Regions from separate parts of the Mus musculus genome. Here region 1 is linked to region 2. The links are chromatin contacts, called in public HiChIP or PLAC-seq maps. All regions are on one chromosome and are shown on one strand. Each heading gives the region's core, a stretch centred on a gene start, on an enhancer-like site or on the middle of the called end of the contact. The rest is flanking DNA. Distances are from core to core; before and after follow the strand shown. Region 1 overlaps Tead4 (TEA domain family member 4). Region 2 has its middle 13 kb from the start of Gm52879.

The links. HiChIP or PLAC-seq counts read pairs in DNA pulled down with a chosen protein or histone mark.
Region 1: an HNF4G HiChIP or PLAC-seq map of pancreatic cancer cells shows a contact between it and region 2. The contact joins two enhancer-like sites. A contact is called at or near these places in 1 of 484 Hi-C or Micro-C datasets (palatal mesenchyme), 3 of 115 datasets of contacts at active chromatin or transcription factors (extraembryonic endoderm stem cells, pancreatic cancer cells and trophoblast stem cells) and 2 of 9 other capture datasets (adipose tissue and liver).

The regions. Positions count from the first base shown.
Region 1 is chr6:128,283,670-128,288,574 of GRCm38.p6, reverse strand. The region is part of intron 1 of Tead4 (TEA domain family member 4); the gene reads left to right. Among named protein-coding and RNA genes, the nearest start is that of Tead4, 15 kb to the left of the region's middle. Within about 2 kb of position 2,639, at least 153 of the 459 cell types and tissues checked have an H3K27ac peak or open chromatin away from gene starts, as enhancers often do. A contact at or near this core is called in palatal mesenchyme and pancreatic cancer cells, where this site is marked.
Region 2 is chr6:128,085,791-128,090,462 of GRCm38.p6, reverse strand. It overlaps a transcript of Tspan9 not described here. Among named protein-coding and RNA genes, the nearest start is that of Gm52879, 13 kb to the left of the region's middle. Within about 2 kb of position 1,337, at least 66 of the 459 cell types and tissues checked have an H3K27ac peak or open chromatin away from gene starts, as enhancers often do. A contact at or near this core is called in palatal mesenchyme and pancreatic cancer cells, where this site is marked.

The DNA of each region.
Region 1 (4,905 bases), core at 1,390-3,889, 200 kb before region 2:
CTGTCTTTCCAGCCATGTTTTATATTTTCTAATGGTTAATGATGTTGAACATCTCATTTGATTATAACTCATTTGCGTATAACTATAGTGAAGGGTCTGTCTGATCTTTTTAAGATTTATTTATTTATTTTTGTGTGTCTCCGTCTGTGTACCATACGTGTGCTTGGTGCCCCCTAGGAGGTGGGAAGCCGCCATGTGGGTGCTGTGGATGGAACCTGGGTGGTCTATAGAGAAGAGGTAGAACAGTGCTACCCCTCCCCCTCCCCCATCGTCAACCCCACCATCACCCGTGAACGACTGCTCCTGGCTTAGCACCCGCTGTAGAACCCACTTCAGAGGAAGAGGCTCAGGTTCCGGTGGGCATCCTCTCTGGCTGGCCAGTGTTAGGTACCTGGTCTTTCATGCATGGTGGGTCAGGCAAATCTATCTCCACCCAGAAAAAAACAAAGCTATTGCCCCAGCCTGCACCTCAGCCATTTACATGGCCTTATTTCCAAATGGAATGACCATTTGTTCTGGAATGGGAGGTGGGGTGCTTGGCAGGCCTTCAGGGGTGCTGGGGGTGTGGCTGAGACTCAGTGGGACTCAGTGGGGTGAGTTTTCTGGGTCAGGGTGGCTCCTCTGATTTGGTAACCTTGGTCCAGTGTCTCTGTCTTCTTCCCCATCTCTTGGCTCTCAGACATTTCTATGGTAAACGAGCCAAGGCTAGATGGATGCTGCCTCCTATCTTTTTTTGGAGCTGGGCCTTCGTGTGTACTGGGGGGCATGGCTCTGTCATGGTAGAGTGTTCCTTCTCCATGAAGGTCTTGAACTTAGTGAGGGACCGAGCTCCAGCTACTGGTTTGTGCTTCACCTCAGATCCTGGATGGATAAGGGTAGCCCCGAGTGCCTGGGGGAGTAACTGAGGGCTAGCCCAACCTAAGGCTGGGGAGTAAACCTTAGTGTGTGCAGCATCTGCCCCAGGGGATGCATGATGGGAGTCCGTTCTCTTCTACCATGTGGGTCCTGGAGATTGAAAGCTTGGCTGCAGGTACCTTTACCTACTGGACCATCTTTCTGGCCCTAAATAGACTTTTTTCCCCCCTTTCACTATGGAGCTGTGGTTGGCTTGGAACTTGGTCAGTAGACCAGGCTGGCTTCAAACTCACAGAGATTCAAGCTTGCAGATTGACTCTGTCTCCTGCACCAAACCCAGTAACTAGGTTTAAAAAATAACAGTTTGGGGGCCGGAGAGATGGCTCAGTGGTTAAAAGCTAAAGGCCTGCGTTGCTTTTGCAGAGGATCTTAGTTCACTTCCCAGCACCCGTGTCCCAGCTCTGTGTCCCAGCTCAGGATCTCAACTCGAGCGCTGGGGGATCTGACACCCTCTGACACGCACGTGCACGTAGCCACCAGGCACAGACATCTGTGCATACACATAATCAAAGTAACAAAGGAAACCTTAAATATGTTTCCATTTGGAGTTTATAGACAATGGAGGAGAAAGTAGAGAGGCCCCAGATTTATGCCTCTTCCCCCAGTTTTTCTGATTGCTAATATCTCAAGTCAGTGTGGTGCCCATGGGATAGCTGAGCTGGTGTTAGCAGGCAGACAGCTTGCAGAAAGGCTTACTCTGGGGCTCAGAGCCCGCATAACGGTATGTACTCACCATGGCAGTACCAGGCAGGAGAATTCCACAGCCCTAAAAGTCCTTTTCATCTTTACCCCAACTCCAGATAACCTCATGCTTCACTTTATCCCCTTGAGACAGGGTCTTCCTGAACCTGGTGATGGGGTAGTGGCTAGCAAGCCCCAGAGATCTGTCCGTCCTCCCCTCCTCTTCCCTCCTGCCCTGGGAGGTGCAGGTCTGTGAAATCTCAACTCAAGCATTTGCCCAGCAAGTATTGTCACCCACAGAGCCGTGTCTCTGATCTGAGCTGGCGGGCGTCCTTCTCCCACCTCTCTTAGGCTGAGCTTGAAACTACAGTCTCTCAAGACTCTTATCTTCCTCAGTTTCTCTGGGTTTGTGAGCCCCCCGTGTTTTGTCGTTTCTAGGATGGTTGAGAAGGCAGAGACTCATCTTTTCAGACTCTTCCCCCATGGCTTGATAGCAAGTGCCTTTTTTCATATCTGAATACTATTCCACAGTCTTGACCTTTTCTTTTTGGAGTTCAAAGAGGCCCAGTGTAAGCTTTCTAGAGGTTCCAGCAGTCTATGGCAAACTTGAGTCTAATTCTCCCCCGCCCCCCCCCCTCCAGCCCGTTTCCAGGGGTGTAAAAGCGTGTTTCCTCATGGCCTTGTTGCCCACTGTGAGGCCCCAGACTGAGGGTGGAGGGGTGTGGAAGCCAGTTGCTGTGACCCACTTCCTGGAGGTATTAGGGACAGGTCGGCAGACACCCACAGCTCAGCTGTTTGGAAAGGCTAGCTTGGGTCTGGCTCCGAAGTTTCCGAAGAACAGAGGCTGGGGTGCTGATATGAGTAGGGTGTCCTCCGCAGCCACGCTCAGGCTGAGCTTGAGCCCTGTGGTCTCTTAAGACTCTTATCTCCCTCCATTTCTCTGGGTCTGGGAGCTTCCCTTCCCACCTCTCCCACGTGAGGCTCCGCCCGGGTTTCCTTTCCCCAAGTGCTTCCCCGCCCACTTACGGCTCTGCCTTTCATTCCTCCTGATTCACACACAGCCTCCCCCTCCTCCGCCCCTCCCTGCAACGCTGCTGTAACTCCAAGGCAGTACCCTGGTACTCACGGCCAGGCTCTGATGGATTCACATTGTTTATGTATTGGTTTGTTGGTTTTAGAGACCTGGGGTTCATCTGGAGCCTTGCCTGAGTAGCTCAGAACTACCTACCAACAGGCCAGGACACCCGAACCCTCACCACTAGCGGCATGGTTATATTTTGGATGAGTTTACAGATTGGTCTTGAATTTGGGGCTCTCTTCCTGCCTCAGTCCCCAGAATTCTGGGATTACAGGCATTAATTCACCATACCTGGCTACAATTTTTGTTGCTAAGGTTCAAACTCTGTCTGGCTCATTGCATGCAAGTGGACACTCAAGGAGCTGAGCAGCCACATAGCTGATAAGAGCTAAGTTGGAACTCTGGAAGCGTCTTTTAAGTAAACTAGATTCTAATCGAAATCAGAATGAAGGCCCAGTTAGTGGTGATTGTAGGCACTGGGACACCTAGGTTTGGCTTGATCCCATCTGTGCATTGCTGGGATGGAGACAGGAGATCTGTGAAAGGCAGGTGCTAGTTCACTGAGCCAAACCCTTCCCAAGTCATAGCACACACACACACACACACACACACACACACACACAGAGGCACACACATAGATTCACACACAGAGAGACACAGAGAGAGAGACACACACAGAGACACACAGACACACACATAGAGACACACACACGTACAGACACATACACCCTCACAGACACACCCAGACACACACCCTCCACAGACACACACAGACAAATACAGACACACCACACCCCCACCAAACACCCCTACAGACACCTACATACACACACACAGACACACAGACACCCCCTCCCACAGATACACACACACAGACACTCCCCCAGATACACACAAATACACACACACACACCATACACATGCATACACACACACATACACACACCACACACACACACACACACACACACACACACACACACACACACACACACAGTAGAAGGCCTCTTTCCCATCTCCAGCAAGCCGGCCTCATCTTTAGAAAGTCACTCTGGGGTCAGTTTTTCTGGCTGAGTAAGTGGGCCTGTGCCCAGGGCCGGCCCCTTCGCTTGTTTTCTTTCCCCTGCTCGTTCTCCTTCCTCTATTCTCCAGGAACCATCCACCCACCGCTGACAGGAAACTTTCTTGTTTGGTCAACTTCATTTCCAACTACAAACAAGCCACCTTTCTTTGTCATCTGTACTTTGGGGTCCCCTGAAGTGCCTTCTCCGTCACATCGTTTTTTCTTCCTGACTCTTTTTTTTTTCCCCTCCTTTTTTCTCAGGGTCTTACTATGTAGCCCTGGCTGACTTTGAATCTGCTATGTAGATCAGGCTGGTCTTGAACTCACTGGTATCCTGCCTTTGCCTCTTGGAATTAAAGGTGTGTCATCTTTCCTGGCTTTTTAATGACTTTTAAATGCCAAGGAACAGAGATAAGGTGGTAGTTGTCTGTAACCCAGCACCTGAGGCAAAAGCACCATAGGTCCAAGGACTCTGTGTGTGTGTGTGTGTGTGTGTGTGTCTGTGTGTGTCTGTGTCTGTGTGTGTGTGTCTGTGTGTCTGTAGAGCAAGCCCACACCTCAAACCCAACAGATAAACAGTTCTTATGGTAAAATACTACAGGCCAGGCCTGGTGGTGCAGATTTGCAATCCAGAGGCTGAGGCAGGAGGATTACAAATTCAGGGCCTGTCTGGGCTTTACAATATATTTGAGGGCAGCAAGAGCCCATCTCACAAGGTAAGAAGAGGATTGGTAATGAGCTTAATGTAGAACGCTGGCCCAGCATGTGTGTGAGGCTCTGTCTTCAATCCCTAGGACCTCAAGTAGTCAATCAAATATACACATGGAAAAATACCCTCGTAGCGTGTTTTGGTTTTTCTTCCCTTCCTTCTGCCTCCCCCTCCCCTCTCTCCTTTTTTGATAAGTTGAAATTAGCCGGGCAGTGAATGTACACTGTAGCTGTCTTCAGACACTCCAGAAGAGGGAGTCAGATCTCATTATGGATGGTTGTGAGCCACCATGTGTTTGCTGGGATTTGAACTCAGGACCTAGGGAAGAGCAGTCAGTGTTCTTAACCACTGAGCTATCACTCCAGTCCATGTTGTATAATCTAAGATAGACTATAGCTTGCAACATAGCTCAGGCTGGCCAAGAACTCTTCAGGACTGGCTGCCTTGGTTTATTTTGGG
Region 2 (4,672 bases), core at 88-2,587:
CCATTCTAGGTGGCCTCCCCGTGTGGAAGCACTGTCCACGATGGGGGCAATGGTGGCATGACTTCATGTCAGTGCCCTCTGCTGGGTATTTTTGAGGTTCCAGGCTGGGGTGGGGGTCCTAGGTCCTTGTGTAGGCGTGCCTACTTTATCAGCGGTCCTCCATCTGTGTGACAGGCTCAGTAAGGAGGTCCTTGTACAGTCCTTTTCCCTACCAGTATACACCTTCGAATCCCAGGTTATGTCCTGACCTCCTGATGTCCTGGCTCCCAGCCCCTTCTTTTTGCTTCTCGGCTCTGCCTGCAGCCGGCTTTGTCACAGACACCTTCCACTGCCCTCCACAGGCTTTGTGCTGGTGTCTGTGTCCACCCAGGGCCTACCTGCATGTGGGGCTCAGCGGAGTACCGCCATGTGCTCCCATTTCAAAGGCTTCTGCTTCCCTCCCTCCCAGCCAGCCAGCCAGCCAGCTTGGCTGCGTTAGGCCTCCTTCCAAGCCTCCAACATCCTGCTTGGCTTGTGTCCCCCCAACTCCAGCTGCAGCTTCCCTGTTGTGCTTCTGGCAGAAGGCGTGCTGGTGTGTGTGTGTGTGTGTGTGTGTGTGTGTGTAGGGGGGGGGGTTCCTTCCCCTTGGCTTCTTTTCTCCCTATTACATCAGCTTACAGCCAAATACCCCTGGGGTCTGGTAAGGGAGGGTTTTTCATTAATTTTTTTTCCAATGGAAATAATTCCACTACTTGTCAGAGGGAGTTTTGCATGCATTTCCTTAGTGGGGTTGGCTTCCTACCCCCTTTTTTTCCCAGCCTCATAGATGTTCTTGAAGTGGGCAGCTTTCTTCCCTTAGCTGAGCTGGGCTGTGCTGGGCTGGTGAGGAGGGGAGTTTGGGTCTCTGAGCCCAACTTTAGGTATCTGGGTCCTGACTGTACTGCTCACTGGCTGTGTGACTTTCAGGATAGCGCTTGACCTCTCCAGGCCTCTCGGTCCTTCGTTTATCCTGTGTTGGTGGTGAAGGGTAGTTCTTGCTGGTTCTCTGGCTTCTGGCTTTGGTATTGTGATTGTATCGGATTGGCTCTTGTTCCAGGGTCTAGTGCTGCAAGAGGCCCCGGAGATCCACACCCTCTGTGCTCAGGAGGCGATGGAGCCTAGGGCTTGGCTAAGAGTGAGCAGGTCTCTAGCTGGTTCTTCCTGACCACGTCCGGGATCCCTGAGTGGGAAGAAGCCCTCTACCTCTGTTGTAGCCAGCAGACCTCCTCCTGGCCTCTCCCCTCTGTTCCTTCTTCTCTTTGCCTCCCTTTCTCCTACCCTGCTCCCCATGTCTCACCCTGGCTGATGGCTCTGAGTCACCAGCACCATAGGTGGGTAGGTCCTGGCCACTGCCCTGTCCTGCTCTTCTCTACTCTCACTGGACTCTCAGCTCAGCACCAAGTCTGGCTGCTGCTGACCTGAGAGGGGAGCCCCTCTAGGCCCTTAGGCCCAGAGTTAAGCCCACCCCCTCCTGCCCAGGGCCCACATCTGGCCAAGGGCTCAGTTTTCCCAGCTGTAAATTGCCTCCTGCTGCCCCCTTGGTATCTTCTCAGGTTTCAGCTTCATGGTCCTTGTTCTTTGTGTGGGGGTGGGGAGTGTCTAGGGAAGGAAGAAGGTTCAGCATGCTGTTCTCTCTGCATGTGTGAGGTTGAGGAGAGAAGCCTTGGCTCAGGTGTTGGGTGAGCTGGCATTTTTTTTTTTTTTTTTAAATCAGGTAGCAGAGCAGCAGCCTGTTTGAGTTAGATTCCATGGGCGCTCCCAAGAGGCCAGCCTTAGTGTACGGTGTCTCTATGGTGGTGGGAGTGTCTTCTGTTATCTGCAGCCTGGCTTGCAGTGACTTGGAGATGCTGGCGTTCTCCCCACCTCCGTTTTCCCCTGCTCCTTCTTGGCGTATCCCTTAATCTCATGTTTAACCACAGGGATCATCTTGACTCCCTGCGCCCTTCAGGTGGCTTTGCTCCCCCTCACAACCCATGAATCTCTGGCTCCTGCAGGTGACATGTGGGACTCAGGTCACGCCCTGTCTCTATAGATGCCAGCTGGTTGCCTGGGCCAGGCCTTTGCTGCAGATCTTGCCCTTGCATTGCTATGGCTCTTGATTCTCCCTTCAAGGGGAAAGTCTGCTTATTTGGACTACAGAAGGGTAGACATCTCAGGGCAGCCACCAGCACTGCCTGGGAGTGGATGTCACCATGGGGCCATGGTATTTCCTGGTTGGTTTTCTGGGGTGGCTCTGGATTAGCCTTGATTTTAGGTATCTGGCATCAAGGGGGGATGCTGTTGCAAGCAGAGGCCTTGTCTTGTGGAGCAGGATACAGGGCAGTGAGGGGGCTGTAACCATCGCTAGAATCAGAAGTGTGTTCATCCTAGGCTTTGGGGCTCTGGGTCAACCCAGGGAGGGAAAAGCTTGCCTTTTGCCCAGATGGGCTAAGAACGTGCTGCCCCGGCACCCCCTCCTGCCCAGGCACAGAGATAATCCCTGCATAGGCATGGCTTCTTGGGAGGCCATGCTGGACTTTAGGTCTGGTATAGGATGTTAAGGAGACCAGGGGAGTTACGCAGTGAAGGGCCTGAGTCAGTTCTGAACTATTTGCAGGTGTGTGTGTGTGTGTGTGTGTGTGTGTGTGCGCGTGCGTGCGTGCGTGCGTGTGTGTGTGTGTGTGAAGAAGGTGGGTAACTGGCTTGCAGATGAGAAGGGTATTCTGGAGCTTATGGTGTGAGATCCCATGGAGGTTTTAAGGTGGGGCGCAGGAGGACCTAGAGCAAGTCTTTATGTCAAGCTGGTGGATGGTGCTGTGAAGGTTGGGGCAGTCCAGTCGGAAGTGATGGGATGCATGGATGTGGTTAGGTCAGTGGAGGTCATAGGGGACCCAGGAACCTGTACCAGTGGCCCAAAGGGCGCCATGGGACTCAGTAGACACTTACCCAGAGGTCTTTGGAGTCCTGGCCAGAGGGATGGGCTGAAGTTTCTTTTACCCGAGATGACCCCCATTCACTTAAAACTAGCTCCCCAGTGCCCAGACCTCTCTAGCCCTCTGAACTGTGGGTGCTCACAGGGGCATCTGAATGTGAGCTGGCTCCTCCTCTGAGCACAATTTCAGTGGCTTTTCCAGCAGGTCCCCTTCACTTCCAGCATGGCAGCAGTGATGGACGCTCTGCTCACCTCTGTGCTTTGAGGATGCTGTGGGTCTTGGTGCCACTCCCTTCTCCCTGTCCCCTCTGCTACCAGGGCCTCTGAGGAAGCCTGGTGTGACCCTGTCACCCAGGGCCTGCCTTTCTGTTGCTTCTGCCGCTCCATTGACCCTGGCCCTTATTCGCTTCTGGCTTTCATGGTGGTGGTGCAGGCCAGCCCGTGTGTTTTGAGCAGAGGCAGGCCTGTGGGATTTGGCCTGGCATCTGAGTGCTTATACAGCCCAGGGCTAGTGTCTGGCTGTATCCTCTGGATCAGGTCCCTCATCTGTAGCTCCAGCCTGGCTCCACTGTGCCCTGGGGCCTCTCTTCCTTTCCTTTTTGTGGGAGCAGTGCCTCACTTGAAGCCACTGCTTTGAATAGGGAGCTGCCTAAGGCTGATACAGAGTGGGTCACCCTGCTCAGAAGGGGACCTATGACAGCCACTAGTAGAGCTCATGGCTTCTCCCCTTGCCTTCGTGGCTAGCAGGTGAATAACAGAGTTTGGTGCTCAAGGCTTTCCTGTAGGGGAGCTCCCAGGATTCCCTCTGACATACATGCCTTTGGATTGAGACAATTGCACAGAGGTGAGGCTTTCAGTCTCACTTACCAGAGCCTGAGAGCTCTCATCTGCCTGCTGTTGCTGGGTTGGTATAGCCCTGGCTGCTGGGCATGGGGTAGCCCTGGCTATAGGGCCTAGCCCTGGCTGCAGGGGCCCATTCCTGGCTGCAGGGGCCCATTCCTGGCTGCAGGAACCCATCTCTGGCTGCAGGGGCCCATCTCTGGCTGCAGGGCCCATTCCTGGCTGCAGGGGCCCATTCCTGGCTGCAGGGGCCCATTCCTGGCTGCAGGGGCCCATCTCTGGCTGCAGGGGCCCAGCCCTGGCTGCAGGGGTTCAGCCCTGGCTGCAGGGGCCCATCCCTGGCTGCAGGGGCCCAGCCCTGGCTGCAGGGGTCCATCTCTGGCTGCAGGGGCCCAGCCCTGGCTGCAGGGGTTCAGCCCTGGCTGCAGGGGCCCATCCCTGGCTGCAGGGGCCCAGCCCTGGCTGCAGGGGTCCATCTCTGACTGCAGGGGCCCAGCCCTGGCTGCAGGGGTTCAGCCCTGGCTGCAGGGGTCCAGCCTTGACCGCTTCTGTACTCTCCCTTGCCCAGACCATTCTTTCATACCATAGCACTCTACACCACAGGCTGCCCTCCTGGTGTGGGGGTTCTTCTCTCTCCTGGGCTCCAGCCCTGCTTTCATGGAACCCAGTAGGGGCCTGGCTGCTTCCCCCTCCCTTTCCTGAGCGGGCATGAAGCTGTTCCCAGGCTGGTCCTAGCTGTAGGGAAGGGGCTGTGGGATGAAAGGTGATATATAAATGTAAGGTGATGATTATTTATTTGACAGGGACAGCTGCCCGTGGTGAGAAATGTAATCTAGTAAGCCTCGTGTGAAAATCGGATCTGTGGCTCAGCGAGCTGCCTGAAACAGCAAAAAGGCCATTTTC